Regions from separate parts of the Rattus norvegicus genome. Here region 1 is linked to region 2. The links are chromatin contacts, called in public Hi-C maps. All regions are on one chromosome and are shown on one strand. The core of a region is the stretch at or near the end of the contact, and the rest is flanking DNA. Distances in the headings are between cores, read along the strand shown.

Region 1 (4,790 bases), core at 2,024-4,523, 510 kb after region 2:
GAAAATATAAAGCAATAATTAGCAACCCGACTGTTGACTGAGGTGACACTGGAACGTTCATATAGTGGCCCAGAGTATAGTTGTGAAAGGAGAAGGGACTTGTTTATATGTACTGGCATGTGCATAGTGTCCAGGACATGTGTAATAACAAATGTAAGATGTATAGCAATGTATGTATATACATTATATATAGTATGATATAGCTTAGACTTAAAAAGAACAAATAAGTATATACATTTACTCATAATTTCACTAGTAGGGTAAACAACAAACTCTTTAAAATTTGGTTATGGGTCATGAGATAGAAAAATATGAAATCTAGGATATGAAAGAAATAGACTTCTCTGTTAATCTTAACTAATCTTAGTTTAAAAAATATTTTATTTTATAGTGTTTGTGCATAACACACACACAACACACACACACACACACACACACACACACACACACACACATTTGCAGTGCCTTTGGAGGCCAGGAGAGAGCATCTGATCAGCCGGAGCTGGGGTTATAGGTGTATGGGAACTGCTTGATACGTATGGGAAACCAAATTCAGGTCTTCTGAAAGAAGAAGCAATCTCAGCCACTGAGCCTTCTCTCCAGCTCTTTATCTTTATCTTATACAACTTCTTAACAAAACCCAAGGCGAAGAGAAAACAGCATAACCAAGCCTATTAGTTTCTAAAAACTTACTGGATATGAATCTTGTTCTATAACAGTCACCAGAATTGCTCCGAATGCCTTTAAAACACAAATCTCCAAATAGGATTGCACATCTAGTCTAGGGAGACTGGCCCTAAGAATACAAAGAGCTTCAAGCTTTTGTTTTTTGTGTTTTTGGATTGAGTTCTGTTGGCCAGTGATAGCAGTTACATTATTATTAGAACTAGTCTTGACATTTAGATTAGGATAAAATGACTAAGTAATTTAATTAGTAGTTTTAGAGGGTGAGATTCCTAGAATAAGTACATACCATTAAAGAAAAAAATGAGTTTAAAGTCCACTAATCTTTATTTCTACTGAAAAAGGTGGCATGGATTTATATATCTCGTGTGCTATAGGTCATCTTTCAGAAGACCTGAATTTACTTTCCCATATGTATCAAGCAGTTCCCATACTCCTATGAGTCTATGGAAAGTCTATGTTTTGTTTCCGTTTGAAAGGAATCGGATTCCTTGGATAGATTCTATATGTGGAGCAGAAAATATTGATGATGAACCTGAGATCATGATCAAATGTAAGGATATCTGAGCTAACATTAAGAAGCCCCACTGACTAGAGCTGAGGAAAACGTAATATCGCATGCACCAGATATGAAAACAGGAAAGGTCCTTGGGAGAGGGTTGGGCAGTGATCTACTTTTTGGAAAATTAAAAAAATGAAAAGAATAAAGCATTTGTTACACCTCTTATTTGTTTTTTGTTTGTTTGTTTGTTTTATGTCACCACACAATGGGGGAGGGGAAACTCTTCCTTCAAATTCTTTTGGCCAACAGATTCTGTCTCCACCTTGCTAATTCTAATGGATGCTGGATCTGGAACATGGTCATTCATGCACCACTAAGTACAGGGTGACAGGAAGTTTGATCATGGAGGCATTATCAGATGGACATTTTCCCAGTGCACTGATCGGTTCTGACATCAGCAAGTGGGGATGGCCGGGAGTCATGGGAATCCAGAGGAAAACACAGGTGAAGCTGTAGGATCCTCACTACACAAAGAATGAATTCTGTACTCTAATTCCGTGTCTGTATTAACTGTGGATGGTCACAGAAGAATGAATTATTTGACAGTAGAGCATTAGCACATCCATTGTTTGAACCCTTCTATAGTCTGAACTTTCCCTTCCCTTTTCAGAACAGAGGAACATGTGCATGGCAGAAGGCCAAGGCGAGGTGCTATGAACCCCTAAAGACAGAGGAGACTGATACCGAGGAAGCTCACTGGGTCCCAAGGTGATCAGTCCGAAGGGAAAAGTGCATTTTGGAGACACTTGGGTCCATTGGAAGGTTGTCTTTCTTATCAGATTGCGAACCATGATTATTAATTGTACAATGTGTGACAGTGAGGAAGCTCTGAGCTCTGGTCTACTAGAGACACATAATGGCTAGCCTAGAGTTAAAGAGACAGCATCTGGGCTAAGCTTATTGCAAATACAAAACGATACATGAAACAAATTATGCTTGACTCAAAGTGAGCTTTTCTAGTCTTACAGAGCATTTCTGAGGAGTCGCTTAAGATGAAAAAACAGATTTTGGGTAAAATGAATGCATAGATAATTAAAGGAAAGCTGCACTTAACAGCTTTGTCTTGGCGTGAGGGAAGGGTAGCTGCTTTGCCTAGTTTCAGATTATACCCCCAAAATTACCAAAAACATCCTCATAGCCAATGCCCAGATAAAGTGTTCAATGTCAAGGCCTACCAGCTCCTTGAAGAGCTTCCCTTTGCTTCAGAAACCATCTTGATTACTCCTTTCCTCTGAGGAGAACGTGGTGGTAGGGCTTGTATCTCTGCTTCTGTGAAAGCTGTTTTATCTTGTTCTTTCTGTTCTGATTAGTCAATAAGTGCAGAATATTGGCCAAGAGAACTCTACCCAGCTCAGTGGAAGTACATTGTTTTAGAACAATGCACTGTTTTTTTCTTTATTCTTTCCTTTCTTCTTCTTTTTTTTTTCTTCTTCTAACACCAGCTGCTTTCTTCTCCAGGATGTCTTGAGGCATTTTATCCAGTTCAAGTGACATCACTGGGAATGCCCCTTTCTCCCTTTTGTGTGTCATCCTTGAGTTTACGTAAGGTGAGCAAGCTTACGTTCTCCTGAATGAAGCAATCTGTGTTAAAGTTAGAACAAAAAAATACCCTGGCGAAAAACAAAACAGAAAAGGATCTGGAAACCACTGTCCAAGGCGTCTTTCAAATACGCTTGCACGAACCACGTGACACTGACTACTTGCTCCAGTAGGTCTTTATACTACCAGTATCATCAGAACAGTCAAACTCTTCTGTTAGACTGATGAAAGATGACAATTACTAAGTATTTTCTCACACTCTGCCTACAGGGAGTTTTGTCCTCAGAAAGCAGACAGGGAGACATAGCAGTTCTCTGGCAGGAAAGAGTGGGAGAAGACTTGAAATGAGACAATAGGGAGAATTTGCCAGGATGTTTATTTATCCACCATCGTACAGACTGCTTGTTTTCCTGGGCACTGATCTGACCCCTTAAAACCAAAACAACCAAGACTGAAAAGGCAAAACAAAACATTCTCCGCGGCCTTGGCTGCGCAGTCCCTTGTCATTGCTGCCATCTAATGGCGGTAGGTGGTAACACAGGTTAAAGTGAAGCCCTAGCTGCTGTTTGCTTCTTTCCAATTGTCCCACAGGTAGAACAGACTTACCTTGGAGAGGGAGGGTCATATGATACGACTTTAGTTGTGGAAATGTATTTATGTGATATATATTCTTGAGAAGGGCTGTGTGTTTGTGCTATCTTAACGTGTCCCAAAAGGGCTCCTAGCAGCGGGAGAGACTAAACTGGGTAGGATTAATGCCCACGAAGTCCCGAGGAATAACCTTCACAGTTTTTCTGTGTAACAACAGAGACTCCCATGACCCTGTGCGGCAGCTCTCAGAGGATGGTAAAGATTCGTTCCATCTGAATGATTACTGTGTTAAGTCCTAGTAAACTCATCATTATTTCAGGAAACTGGTCTTTATTCAGTTTCTGTGTATCCCGTGGCTGAACGTCTACAGGCTATAAAGATTTCTTTGGTCTTAGATCAGGTTCATGAGAACCTCTGGGTTCTTAGGACTATCATCCTACAGCGCATTTTCCTACTCTCCTGGATTCAGGCTAATAGTTAATGTTAACATATTTTAAAACAATACAACTTCTTTGACTATTAGGTAGCTTTGAATAGCGTCAGCTTGTGCTTTTTGGCTGTCCTATGCGAACACTCTCAGAGGAGAATCCCCAGCTTTGATATGTGGTTTGCCTATGTCGAGACTCTGGAGATGCCTGACCCAGTTCAGGAGGTGTACTGGGGGACATAGAAGCTATTTCAGAAGGAGGGGAAGTCATTTATGCCTCCCACCCTCTTGTCTCTACTGTAGTTTATGTATATTTGTTTAAGAGGCTTTTGTGGATTAAACGACCTAGCTTTAATTAAACTTGTCCTCACAAAAAAAGATGAGGTAACGCTAATAAAACTTTTGCTGACTCACCAAAATAAAGAAATTAATTACTAAAACTTTGTGCCTAAAAGCAAAATCCAAGCACAAATAATGGATGATAACAAGGAAGATGGAGAAGACAGTTCAGAAAAGCACACACTGCAGTAGGTCGAGTTCAGTTCCTTGATAAGGAAAGAAATATTGTTTAAATCAGGTGAGTCTGTGAACATGCTTAAAGATTTTTGGTAATCCCCAAGAAAATTGAAGCCTCAGTTTATAAAATATGTTCACAGTTAATTATTGAATGATATACCTTTATTTTAGAAAAAGTCCATTTATGTGTTCATTGAAAAAGACATATCCAAATCACAAAACAGTAAGGTTATTTTTTTTAAAAAAGGCCCAAGAAAATATGCACAAAGAAATTATTATTAAAACTAAAGACGCCAACCAACCAGAGCTTCCAGGGACTAAGCCACTACCCAAAGACTATGCATGGACTGACCCTGGGCTCCAACCTCATAGGTAGCAATGAATAGCCTAGTAAGAGCACCAGTGGAAGGGGAAGCCCTTGCTCCTGCCAAGACTGAACCCTCAGTGAATGTGATTGTTGGGCGGAGGGCG
Region 2 (4,524 bases), core at 878-3,377:
GTATTTTTTAATCAAACTCAGTTTAGCACCCAATGAGGTCTTCCAGAAGGAACAGAGTATGGAATCCTCATATATGCACAGAAAGGACCCCTTACACAGTCCTATTCTGGAGTGTAAACCATGGCTGCTGCTGCTAGGACTAAGATAATACTTACTCAGCTGATGGTACACTGGTTTATGTAACCCCTGAAGTTTATTGGATGCTATGGCCGCAAGTTTGCCAGGGGGCTGCATTTTGCCATCCAAGAGATACCACATTCGAGCAAAAGTGGCCCATTGCTAGAAAACAAAGAAAAGGATGAAGAAAATTCTACTTAAAAATGGAAATAATTAAAAACATTACAACATGCTATCATGCATATTCTATAATCAATGCCAGCAATCACTTTGAAAAACAGACTATCACTAATTTTTTTTTTTTGGTGTGTGTGCATGTGTGTGTGTGTGTGTGTGTGTGTGTGTGTGTGAGCATGTGTATATTTTGTTTTCATTATCAGTTCTGAAGTCTTTTCCCATTGTTGTATTAGGATAGTCAGGCATGTTATACAGAAAGCTGGGAGGCTAATTGGCAACTGAAGATATCTCAAGAACTCAGTTCCAGGAGAGCTAATGGCAACTATGCAATCAGAGAAGTATAGCTGAGGTTCAACATGTCTGTGTGCGTGACGACTGGGATATACTTGACAACAGCCAAGCACTCTACCCCTGAGATACCTCACTAGCCCCTATTCCATGCTTTTGAGACAGAGTCTCATTAAGTTACTCAGCTTGGCCTGAGTTTACTCTGTAGCTCCCAAAGGCTTGAATGTAGAACTTTCCCCACTTCATTCTCTAGAATAGCTGGTACTACAGGCCTGTCTTCCAAGACATCTTTAGGTCATCTGATAAAAATCACTGGCTTCAATGTCTCCAAACTAAGGAAATTATCTCTGTTCCAGAAAGACCTTGTCCAGGTCCGTTCATATGCATACACACAGAAGTTATATGCTAGAAAAATACACTTAAGCTTGTGGTTTCGTATTGGTTATCCTCAACTTTAAACTATCCTACACATATGCAGAAGGCAAGTTTACCCCATCCCATGAGGACTAATGCTTTAAAAAAAAAAGCTTGATAAACAATGCAAATGCTGCCATACATCAACTCAACGTCAAAGTTTTAAAGTGTTGACTTTCACATCTGGTATTTACCTCATTACAGACAGGTAACAACTACATTTAATGGAGATGTACTTCAAGTAGCATCAGGCTAGGAATCATCTTGGATTAACATACCAGAAACTAATTCTTTCTCTTCTACTTAATACAGAGTATTTTGTGTGGCATACTAGAAATAGCATTCTAACTGAATTCTCCGTTTTGTCTTTCAAAGATCCCCCATCTGTGAACAGTCTTGTGATCAAGGGTGCTTAATCCTTTTGATAAGACTTCAAGGTCAAAACCCTACAACAGGTCTCCATTCCTTTTTAAACTCTTTTTAAAGCGCAGATCGATTTCAAGGTTGGCCTTGAACTTCTGATCTTTGTCCCTCCACCTTCCATGCGTGCACTACAATTACAGATTTATGCAGTGCTTGGGATAGAACCCAGGGCTTCCGGTATGCTAGGCAAGCACTACACTGCATCAGTTACAGCTCCACCCCCACCCCACCCCCGTCTCCACTGTACTAAACAAAAATAAACATATTTTAGTGGTTTTCACTGCCCCACGTCACTCAAACTATTATCTTACTTTAGTTCTCTCCTCAAGGAACTAAAGACACGAAAGGGGTAGGCTGAAGAGAGAAAGGAGCAACAAAACAAGGATATCAAGTGGTGGCCAGACTCACAACTCTCTGGTATGTGACTTCCTAAAGCAGCTCTTGGCTACAGGAGTCAGCTTCCTTGAATGCTCAGCCTCTGTATCAAATCCTTGTGAACCACTGCTCTTCATTTTCGCCATCGTACAGAGCACACTGTCCTGCCCGAAGCGTGCAAGCTCACCTGGGGCGCCTTTGAGAAGCTAGACATGCTCCCCAACCTACAGCGTCCTTTCCTTTGCTCTGGCCCAGCCGGGGCACAAGCACAATCTGTCCGGCTGGAAACAGAGAAACCCGAACACGAAGGTTCCTATCACTGTCGTGCATTCATCCGCTTCCCTGCTACTCTCGGGTCCCCGCCGGTAGCCGTTTCGTTATGAAAGGAGCAAACAGTGTGGCTACTGAGAGAATAATTTCCCAAAATAATTGGCAGGAAAACCAACGTAGGACAGTATTTTCCAGCTAACCTAAGCGGCAGGAAACCGGAAGTGCGCGTTGCGCGCGGCTCTTTTGAGACCTAAAACTGAGCCTGAGTGCGAAGAAGATGGATCGGTACTTGCTGCTGGTCAGCTGGAGGGAAGGAAAGTTCCGATCCGTGGCTGGTGGGGAGATGGAGCCCGGGACTGAGGCGTCATCCCTGGAGAGCACCGAGAAACAGCCTCGTAAGCTCTGGGCTGAGAAGAGGCGGGAAAGACCGGTGGGGAGGGAAGGATTTGAGTTTCTGAAGTCCCGGAGGGAGGAGCATAGGTCGAATGGTCCCGGGAACATACAACTCTCTGAAGTAGTTTTTATAAGAACTGAACAGTAGTATAATGTCAATGGAAAAGATATAAAATTGTGGGTATTGGATGCCAGTGTCCCAAGTGCTTGGCAAACTGAATATTTACCCGGTTAAATCTCCTGGTGGCATAGTAATCGAATTTTTGCTTTCTGGGGAAGGTATGCATTTAGAAAGTAGTAACCCTTGGTGTACCACCTTGAAGAAAATACAGAAACGATAGGTTTTGCAGATCTGAGTTTCCATTCTATTAAGGGAACATGCCACAGTAAAAAAAAAAAAAAGAAAAAAAAAAGGAATGACCGGTTTTAAAAGATTTTTAGCTGCTTTTAGTTTTTTGTTTGCATTGTTTTTTGATGTACCTGACTAGTCTTTATTACATTTTCTTTGTTTCGATTAAGCAGACATTTTGAGGAAGAAAAGTATATAGTTCATATATACATCTTTTGGAAGGAAGTTTTGATTTCTTTTACTGATTAGCATATATAAATCTGGAGAGTTGATTGTTTTCTCTGCTGTGTCAGCACTAGAATAGACTTGATCAACATATATATGGTATATACAACTTACTGGCCTTCAGATACTCTGGTAGTGAAATTGAAACAGACCTAGATTATGTTAACTCTTGAGCCCACTGAATTAGGTCTTTATTTTTATAGATTTGACAGCAACCAATATTTATCACCTCTTGAAGAGAAGCATTAATGATTCAATCCATCCAGATGATAGTACGTTCCCCGGTAAGTACAACAGTGTAATGAAATTCCCCCCTAAAGTCTGACACAGCATTTTATTGGAAATCAGTTAGTTTGATAGCCTAGGAGTATAAGAAATACTTGTTGACTTTGAATGAGGCACAGGGATATGGGGGTATCTTAAATTTTCAACTACATTATTATTCCTGATATTCAAATGTTGTAAGTTGTTATAAAAGTTATTCTGGACTTCCAACTTGAGTTCTGCTTCTGTGTAATTCTTGCTCTCCTAGAACTCTTATCTACAGACCGGGCTGGCCTTGAACTCTCAGAGATTCACCTGCTTCTGTCTCCTTAGTGCTGGTATTAGAGGCATGGGCCACCACCACTGCCCTGCTTGTGGACACATTGTTAAAGTTCCTACTCTGACTTAACATTACCACACGTGGGTGTTTTATTTCTTGTCCACTTTTACTGATTATCTTAAAACAAAAACAACTTTGTGCTTGCTAAAGATAGTGTTTTTCCTCTCAGTTCTCAACTGCTTTGACCTTTTGAAGTTATCTGACTCTTTTGGGCAAGAAATCTTTCCTACTTTTAGCTCTATTGGCATTTTACAAATAGCTCTATTTGCTTTAATAATTTCCTTCTTTATCTGATAATATCCTTTAAAGGCCCAGACAATAGGAATATGGAGACAGATCAAATCCTAAAAGCTGTTGGAAATATTTATAGATAGCAGGAAAAATGTCATTTTGAGAGCTGCAGCTCTCATGATTCTGTTATAATCTGTTCCCTTCCTTATTAGAGGACCTTCAGTTTCTTGGGCAGCTTTCGCCCCTAAGGATTGATTTCCAGTATGTAGGTGCTGCACTAGCCTATTGTCCAAGTTCTAATGGTACTCGTATTAATTTCTGAAGTTGGTGAAGTTTAGACAGTGCTACTATTGCAGCAAAGATTTTCCCTCATTCATGCATTAAATGTGTATGTAAAAGAGCTCTTGAGAATATTCTAGACTGGGTTCTCATGAAAGTATTCTTTCTGCTTATATGTGCATGTTTCTTATAAGACACACCTTTACCCCAGTAATGCAGAACTCTGCAAGTGACAGTGTACTGAAGGCATGAGAGATCATTCCAATACAATAATCAATTAGACATTAGAGTTGTTCCATGACCTGTAACATTCTTATCAAAGCTAATTAAAAACTCTTGTTGGTTTTTAATGGCTCAGTGGATAGGGTTGCTTGCTGCC

What was found. Hi-C and Micro-C count contacts between places; a contact is called where the count stands out from the background.
Region 1: a contact with region 2 is called in a Hi-C map of Schwann cells, with 7 times the contacts expected there. The contact joins the enhancer-like site here to the promoter of Mtbp in region 2. A contact is called at or near these places in 9 of 12 Hi-C or Micro-C datasets (the A7r5 cell line, the Rat2 cell line, Schwann cells and 6 more) and 1 of 1 datasets of contacts at active chromatin or transcription factors (oligodendrocytes).

Annotation. Positions count from the first base shown.
Region 1 is chr7:89,367,853-89,372,642 of GRCr8, forward strand. No RefSeq gene overlaps it. Among named protein-coding and RNA genes, the nearest start is that of Trnak-cuu17, 130 kb to the left of the region's middle. Within about 2 kb of position 3,274, at least 4 of the 93 cell types and tissues checked have an H3K27ac peak or open chromatin away from gene starts, as enhancers often do. A contact at or near this core is called in Schwann cells, where this site is marked.
Region 2 is chr7:88,860,812-88,865,335 of GRCr8, forward strand. It overlaps Mtbp (MDM2 binding protein), which reads left to right and starts at 2,128. Exons shown (of 22, transcript NM_001130717.2): 1 at 2,128-2,459; 2 at 3,235-3,315. The coding sequence starts at 2,342. It overlaps Mrpl13 (mitochondrial ribosomal protein L13), which reads right to left and starts at 2,010. Exons shown (of 7, transcript NM_001006985.1): 1 at 1,982-2,010; 2 at 156-279. The coding sequence starts at 2,008.